2 separate regions of the Mus musculus genome follow, and region 2 is linked to region 1. A link is a contact called in public HiChIP or PLAC-seq data. All regions are on one chromosome and are shown on one strand. The core of a region is the stretch at or near the end of the contact, and the rest is flanking DNA. Distances in the headings are between cores, read along the strand shown. Region 1 overlaps Gm36723 (a long non-coding RNA gene). Region 2 overlaps Gm36287 (a long non-coding RNA gene).

Evidence for each region. HiChIP or PLAC-seq counts read pairs in DNA pulled down with a chosen protein or histone mark.
Region 2: a contact with region 1 is called in an H3K27ac HiChIP or PLAC-seq map of bone marrow-derived dendritic cells, with 3 times the contacts expected there. The contact joins two enhancer-like sites. A contact is called at or near these places in 4 of 484 Hi-C or Micro-C datasets (embryonic fibroblasts, group 2 innate lymphoid cells, liver and 1 more), 4 of 115 datasets of contacts at active chromatin or transcription factors (the 230-238 cell line, CD8 T cells, bone marrow-derived dendritic cells and 1 more) and 1 of 9 other capture datasets (embryonic stem cells).

What each region holds. Positions count from the first base shown.
Region 1 is chr12:25,376,387-25,380,181 of GRCm38.p6, forward strand. Gm36723 (a long non-coding RNA gene) reads left to right here. Exons shown (of 12, transcript XR_001780577.2): 2 at 523-3,795. Among named protein-coding and RNA genes, the nearest start is that of Gm36723, 22 kb to the left of the region's middle. Within about 2 kb of position 1,860, at least 14 of the 459 cell types and tissues checked have an H3K27ac peak or open chromatin away from gene starts, as enhancers often do. A contact at or near this core is called in bone marrow-derived dendritic cells, where this site is marked.
Region 2 is chr12:25,212,642-25,216,303 of GRCm38.p6, forward strand. All of the region lies in intron 6 of Gm36287 (a long non-coding RNA gene), which reads left to right. Among named protein-coding and RNA genes, the nearest start is that of Gm36441, 4.9 kb to the left of the region's middle. Within about 2 kb of position 1,305, at least 27 of the 459 cell types and tissues checked have an H3K27ac peak or open chromatin away from gene starts, as enhancers often do. A contact at or near this core is called in bone marrow-derived dendritic cells, where this site is marked.

The sequences.
Region 1 (3,795 bases), core at 610-3,109:
TCTCAGTTTGAGCCCACTCAGCGAGGCAGCAGCCTGGGTGTGGGTGGGGGACTTTCTGCCTCAGCCCTCCCTGCCAAACCCAGTAGGAAATGTCCCCAGCCAGAGTGTTGTGGTCACTCGTTCTCCTCTCTCTTCTGGAATCTCATCAGGTGTGCCTGTCTTGAAGACAGCGTGGATCTGCCTTGAAAAGGAGCCAGCTCTCATCGTGTCACTGCGACAGATTTCTTAATTAATCTGCTCAGATTGTCAATAATGCAATTCACTGATGATTTAGAAGCCAGTTATGTGACTGCTGTGCCATTGTGGGGAAACATCTGAATAATTCAGCTAATAGATGGGAACTCGCCCAGATCGCTGCGACACGGGGAGGGAGCAGCTAATTTGAACAGGATGAGCACAAGCAGGGTGATTCCAGCAAATTCCAGGGAGCAGAGAGGTTGTCACATTGCTAGGGGCAGCTGCTGCCTGGTTTAATTATTGTCATTTTTTTTGTCTTTTTCTTTTTTTTTTTTTTGACAAAAGGATCCAGGACCCAGACTCCCAAGCAGAGGCCACTAACACACTCCTGAAAAAGTGAAGTTCAAGTGAAAAGCACGTGAGATCTCTGACTGCCAGGTTTGTGCTATGTCCACATGTCAGTGGGCTTTCTAGGCACAGAACACTGGCTCTTATTTCGTTCCAAACAGTATAACTATCATCTATGACTGTGTGAGATGAGTGTATAAGAAACGTCAGAGTAACATAAAGAGTGGCATTCCTTCCCCCGAGAGGACTGTCCCGTCCTGAATAGACTTGACAGACCATGATGATTCCGTCTTCCATCTCACGCTGAAACTGGAGCCGTGGTAGAAAGTTAAGTTAGGGGATCGGGAGTCTAATTTTGTGCTGTGTCTTACAGAAACATAAAAACCCAATCACATTTAGTTATACACTTAAAATTTGTTTTGCTTTTATTGGAAATAATAAAATTATATGGACTTGAGCCATTATACTCTCCCTCTCCATACACATACACACACACACACACACACACACACACACACACAGAGACACACACACACTTGGTAGTGAGAGTTTTTAACAGCCCTCAAATGCAGACAAGTTAGTGCCTGAGATGTGAATGTTAAGAACTGTGGGCTTTGGATAAGACCTGTTAATTTAGTTTCACTTGTCTCCAGAGCTTTACACATGTTCTCCGAACTGTCTATTCTTCTTCATCATCCTGGCATCCAGAAAAGCTCATGGATGCAAGCATACACATGTATATATGAAAACATGTATACACAAGGCACATGTGCTCACATATGAGCATATGCATACACCCACACAGCATACACTACACAGACTGCATCCACACTTGCATATGTTCATATGCTTGTATGCACACGGACACACACTCATATATACAAATGCACACATGTTTGTATACGTTTGCAGTCACATCTCTTTAGAATACCTAGTCTTTAAAAAAAAAAAAAGGAAAGCCCAAACCCACACTCCTGACTTTGACACTCATAAATTCTAGCAGGCCGAGCCCTGCTCAGGACCTGAACCTTCCGAATTTAATGACAGCAAGGCTGATGATACAATATAAACTATATTGGGAATGTTGTACCACAGAGTTACCTCTTGGAAGCTTTTGTTACAAATAATTAGTGAGTGGATGATAGGGACTAGCAAAGTGCTGCCTGTAAGTAAAGTCTGGACCCCAAGTGCATGCTAGCCTTAGAGACTGTGAGCGAGCACTGGAAGATTGGAAATGAGGCGTGTTTGCTGCTGGCATGGCTCATATCGGTATGGGTGGGGCACTCCACAGTTACTACACTCTCCTCTGGTGGTGCAACCCCAGTATCCTAGCCTAAGTCATAAAGTCAGCTCCTGGTCAAAGTATGAGTGGGTGCTCTGACATCACTCCAATTGCAGAGAGCAAGAAAGGGGAAGAGGGAAAGAGTTTAGTTCTCCTCTTGTGTGCTTGTATTGCCTGTCTTTCCTGGAAGCCCTTTTGCTACCTCCTGTGAGCTGCATACGAGCCGAGTCGTCTTGCACCTCCATGGCTACAGGGCCATGGGGCAGTCCTCTAGGGAGAGAGGCTGGCAAGTGTAATCTCTCAGCTGGGCACAGATCCCAAAGTCCTTCAGAGGAAGAAAGAAAGGTGACCATTTGGTGACATCTTGCTGCTGATGTCCAAAGATGAGGCCTTTCCTACAGAAAAGAGATATTCTAAATCAAGTAGTTGCTATAGCTTTAACAAAACTACAGGTAAACTCCACTTTCTTTGAGCGTACAAGGATTTTGATTTGAGAAGACACTTTGAAAAACACCTTGCTTCATCAGCCTTTGGGTTTAGTGAGCATCTGAGAGCCATTTTTATAGTGTGAGTTCCCCCCATGATCTTCCCTCCCCTACCCCCTAAGTCTGCCCTGGAGGCAGAGTGACCTGGAGCTGGTTGCATGCCCTGAGGTGGAGGGATGCTACTGGGGCTGGTCTGGGAGTTCCCTAATGTCAGTGGGCATTTGGAAGATAGTTCACTGGAAACCCCTTTGTTATTATTTACATATATTGTGCTTGCATTTTCGGCTCATGTATTCCCTGGGAATCTAATTTGTAAATAATTACTTGACAGAAATGAAGCTGGGTAGAAAATTCAGAGTGTGCAGTGGCCCAAACAAACCCCAGAGAGGAGACTCGAGCGGAAAGGCCAGCTCCTACAAGGCCTCAGCACGCTTCCTCTGCTCAGCCGTTAGCAGCTAATAAGGTCCCCAGTGTAGAAGCAAATTCTCAGGCGGTGGACGGACGTGGTGGACACACCAAAGTGGCCATTAGCAGCCAGGCTGGGAGCAGAAGGCTGAGCTGGCATGCTGAGAAACTGCTTTCCCTGTTCCGCTCTCTGTGCCAAGGAGCAGTGGTAAGGGCAGGACTGCTCTTCCTGTATGAAGAGCCAGAGCGCCTAGAACAAGGAGGTGCCACAAACTAAATGCTTGTGTTCCCCTCTGAGTTCCTATGGTAAAGCCCTAATCCCCCTTGTAGGCTGTATTGGAGGTGTAAAGAATAGATTATGGTTAACTGAGGCCCTTGAATGGAGCTTTAATCAGAAGGGGTTGCGTCTTCAGAAAAGGTACTAGGGCTCTCTCCCTATACCCACTTACCAAAGCAAGGCTGTTTGAGGACAAGCAGGTGACCCTCTACAAGCCAGTAGGGGTGCTATCACCCAAAACTCACCTCATTCAATTTAGATTCTGAGCTTTCTACTTCTAGAGCCATGATAATGAAATCCTAAGACCTTAAACTGTCCAGCAGGTAGCATTTTTGTTACAGTAGTCTGAGCTGACCAATACAGGGTAATGGACTGGAGATGTGTGTTACAGAAAGCTAGTCCTCTGCACCCTCTGGGATGTTTCTTGCTGCTGTGATAGCTCCTGAATACCTGCTCCCATCGCCTTGAGCCCTGGGCCCTGCTGGTCAAGGCCTTCTCTAATTAGCTACCTCATCAGTACACCATCAGCAATAAGGGCCTGGCAGCTTGCCTTCTACAAATCTATTTAGCCTTTGGATATCTTACTCCAGAAGGGATACTTAGCCATTACTGCATGCCCAGTACCTGTTACACTTTTGTAGACAGGAGCAAGCAGACATACTTGCTATAACAGATAGCCCTGTCCATATAAGAGCAAGCAAGGGCTTAGAACTGGTATCAACTCAGTTATTTCATAGTTGCTCTGAGCCTGAGACCGTCTAAGCACTCATTGCATGTGAAGTTGACCAAGGTCTCATAACCACATGCGGGTTAATTCTACC
Region 2 (3,662 bases), core at 55-2,554, 160 kb before region 1:
TCAAACTCTCCAAGCCAGCCTCTAGTGACATACTTCCTCCAACAGTGCCTTCCCAAACAGCGCCACCAACTGGGAACCAAGTGTACAGACACACAACCTGTGGGGGACAGTCTCATTTAAACGAGTGTAGTTATCATGTAGGCTAACAGAAAACCTGATGAGCAGTGACTGACAGAAAACATAAAGAATGGTTTTTCTTATGCAATACCATCTGGAGGTAGGCAGTGGGCAGAGTTTTGTGATTTAACAAGATCTTCCAAGGTTCAGGCTCTTCTGCCACTGTCCATGAAACATTTTGTTGTTGTTATTGTTGTTATTTTTTCGTTGTTTGATTCTGTTTCCCATCATTTCATTTTTCCCTCATTGTCCTAAAAATGGCTGCTGTAGTCCAAAATTCACACAATCAGAAACAAGTATAAGGAAAGGGGCAGGCCTGGCCAGTCTCTTCTCTATCCCCTCTCCTTCCCTTTCTTCCTTTCTCTCCCTCCTCTTCCCCCACCCGACAAGGAAACAAAGTCTGACAGCTAGTCTCCCTGAAAGAGTCTAAGGCATCTGTATGCCTCTCTGGCAAGATAGACCCCGTGGTGTAAGGAAAAGCCAGGGGAGCAAGAATGTGGCCATCATAGCCAGGGGAGGGAGATTGTAAAAAGTGGCTCAGTTAGCTGGTAGTCAGCTTGCGCATGCAGAGGATTTGTTGGGAAGGGGACCTGGGGACTCTGGGTAGCAGTGGCCTAGAATGTGGGGCTCTGGGAAAAAAAAACCGTGGCTAGTGTTTTTATTATATAACCTTTGTGGGCGGATGTTCTTGTTACTGTGTAGTTATCTGATTCTTTCAATGACAAAAACAGAAAGTTGGTTAATTTAAAGACAGACAGACAGACAGACAGACTTCAGCGTGGCAAAATGGGGGCCGTGTGACATCCATGTTAAGGGAGTGCTCTCGGGCGAGAGTGTCCAGGGGACCCTGGGATCCTGGGCACAGGGAGCACAGGTCTCGTGGCTGAGCTTGTAGGTGTGTGGGCAGCAGACTGGGACAGGTTTCGGCTGGCACTGGAGTTGAGGGGACCTCTTCCTTGCTCTCTAGGTGTATCTGAGAGCCTGGGGCAGGGCTGAGCATATGAGCATGGCTTGTGGAGGCCATTAGGGGTGGTGGTGAATAGAGGTGGGGTGAAGCAGGAAGCTGGGGAATCCGATGGAGGAAAGGAGACAACTCTTAAACATTTGCTCACTGAGCTGTCCCTGCTTTCGTGCTGTCTCATCTAGAAAGTGGTGTTGAAATGAAGTAAGTCTTCAGGAAACCCCCATGTGTTCTGCGATTGAGGCTGACATACTGACATAGGCTTCTAATTCTGCCAGCTGACCAGGCATGTGTCTCTGACGACACAACATGAGGCTGAAATGGGAAGATGATCTGAAATTAGCCCCTGAGTCAGATGACAGGGACGAAGTCAGAAGAGCAGAGAGACATGTAATTGCCGTCCCCCTCCCCGCTCCAAGGGTGATCTCACTATGCACGGTAGGCAGTGGGGAGAGGCCTGTGGACCCCTGCAAATCTGGATAGCGTTCAAAGAGGTTCTGGTTCTTTACTTGTCCTGGTCAGCACTGTTTCTGCCTCTTTCCTGACTCAGCGAGTGACCTGCAGTGACCCCGAGGAGGGAAATGTCTTGGCTAGACTTGAGGACTTATTCTATGAATCAGGGGCAGAAGTCTCTGGCCTTGTTCTGTCATTGAAGTTATGTCACATGATTTTGTAGAGGGAGAGTGTCACCCCAGTTTTTTGACAACCAAAGCTGGGCTACACTTTAGCTTGTAGACCCCTAAGAACTTCCTCAACAGAGGATCAAACTGTACCGTGAATTTGATGAGTCTATTGTATGTAAGAGGCACCCCGGTACAGCCTAGCCCTTGGTATTCCCTGATGAGAAGCCAGTGAAGAGGAGAATCAGCACCCCCTGCTATGAGTAAGACCTAGTTGTAGAGTCTAGGAAAGAGTTTGAATAAAGAGATGCATAGGTTTCTCATGTAGCAAGTTGTCTGGATCTGATGACCTTAGAGTTGATGTAGCAGGCAGAGCTCATTGTGGAAGAAAAAAGAAACCATTCTAGGTATGTTAGTCAGCAAAGTCTCTACTGCAGGGGATTTATTTATAAAATCAATGGAGGGGCTGAAGGAGAAGGATACAGGCTGGGCCTTGGGAACTGCTCTACCTGGAAGGGTCTAAGTCTCATCCTTGGGAGAACTGATTCTAAGCCCTCCAGCCTAGGGCAGGTGTGGAGAAGGGGTTGGCATTGAATCCTTGTCTCTAGAGAACTGATGCTATCTGCACTACCATTCAGACCTGGAGGATGAGTACCGTCACACAGTGGCAGCCACCGTTAGGCATTCTAGACAGAGAAAGCATCCACTTGACCACTGCCTTATATAGACAGTGATTTTGTGAAAGCTAATTATCATCCAAAACCTTTACTGAAAGGAAGCTTGGGGAATACCTTCCAACTCTCTTAAGGAAGAATACAAGTGGGCTATTCCAGGGAACCCAGCACATGGGACAGCAGAAGGCTGCTGGCTAAAGTAGGCTTGCCCAAGAGAAGTTCTTCAAGAGAAGTTTGACTCAGGAACACATTCTCCTTTAGGTAGGCCCATGATGGAAAGGGACCATGTTTTTCAGTTTCTGATTTGACACTGGAAGCTTTTAGCCCCAGTTCTATATCCCTCAGATAAGTGGCTTTGAAAAGTTCCGGTTGCCCAATTGTGGGATAAGGAAGTGTGTGTGATAAGCCAGAGTGGGGCTCTCCGGCTACAGCAACTTATGGTCTAAGGTCTCAGAAGTACTTCTCCGGAGGAGTAGCTCTTTGTTCCTGGATTTGCGAGGCCTCAAGAGCCCTTCACTGGGCACTTTCTCTGAGAGTTCATAAGGATCAAAGGAGCAAGGAGGAGGGGAGATGTGGGGGGAGTTTGGTGACCACAAGTGAAGGGGGGTGGGGTGCTGCACAAACAGCTGTGTCCAGTGTACCCGACCCAGAGCTCCAACATAGATGCTTCTATTAGGATGGGACACCAAAGCCCAGCCCATTTGCCTCGATTTCCCCCGGCAATGACCACTGTCTTTTAGGAGAATGTAGAGAGGGCAAGCACTCACAATGAGCCTGGAACTTCACACTGCAATACCATCTGAGCTCCAGTGGTTACCTGCCTTATAAGCTCGGTGGCTTCTTCCCAGCCTTGGTGGTCTGTCTGTCTGTTGCAGTGGGGATGGAAAGCAGCTAAGGGTGTTTGCTCAGTGAGCATTTACGGAGCATCTCCTTTGCACTGGGTTCTTGGTTAGCATTAATTAACAGGGGCTGGAAAGATGGCTCAGTCAGTAAAGTGCCTGTCAAGGAAGCAAGAGGATCGAAGTTCTGATCCCCAGGATCCCATGAAAAGCCGGGAGTATGGCCTTCTGTAATCCCAGCACCACAGAGGCAGAGAGCTAAGAGGATCACTGGGGCATGCTGGCAATCATCACGCTAGGCAGTTGTGAGCAACAGAGTTGGTGACAAGACTGTCTCAAAAATAATGTGGAGAGCAGTAGAGAAGACATCTGATATCAACTTCTAGTCTACAAACACACACACACAGACAGAGAGAGAGAGAGAGAGAGAGAGAGAGAGAGATACACACAC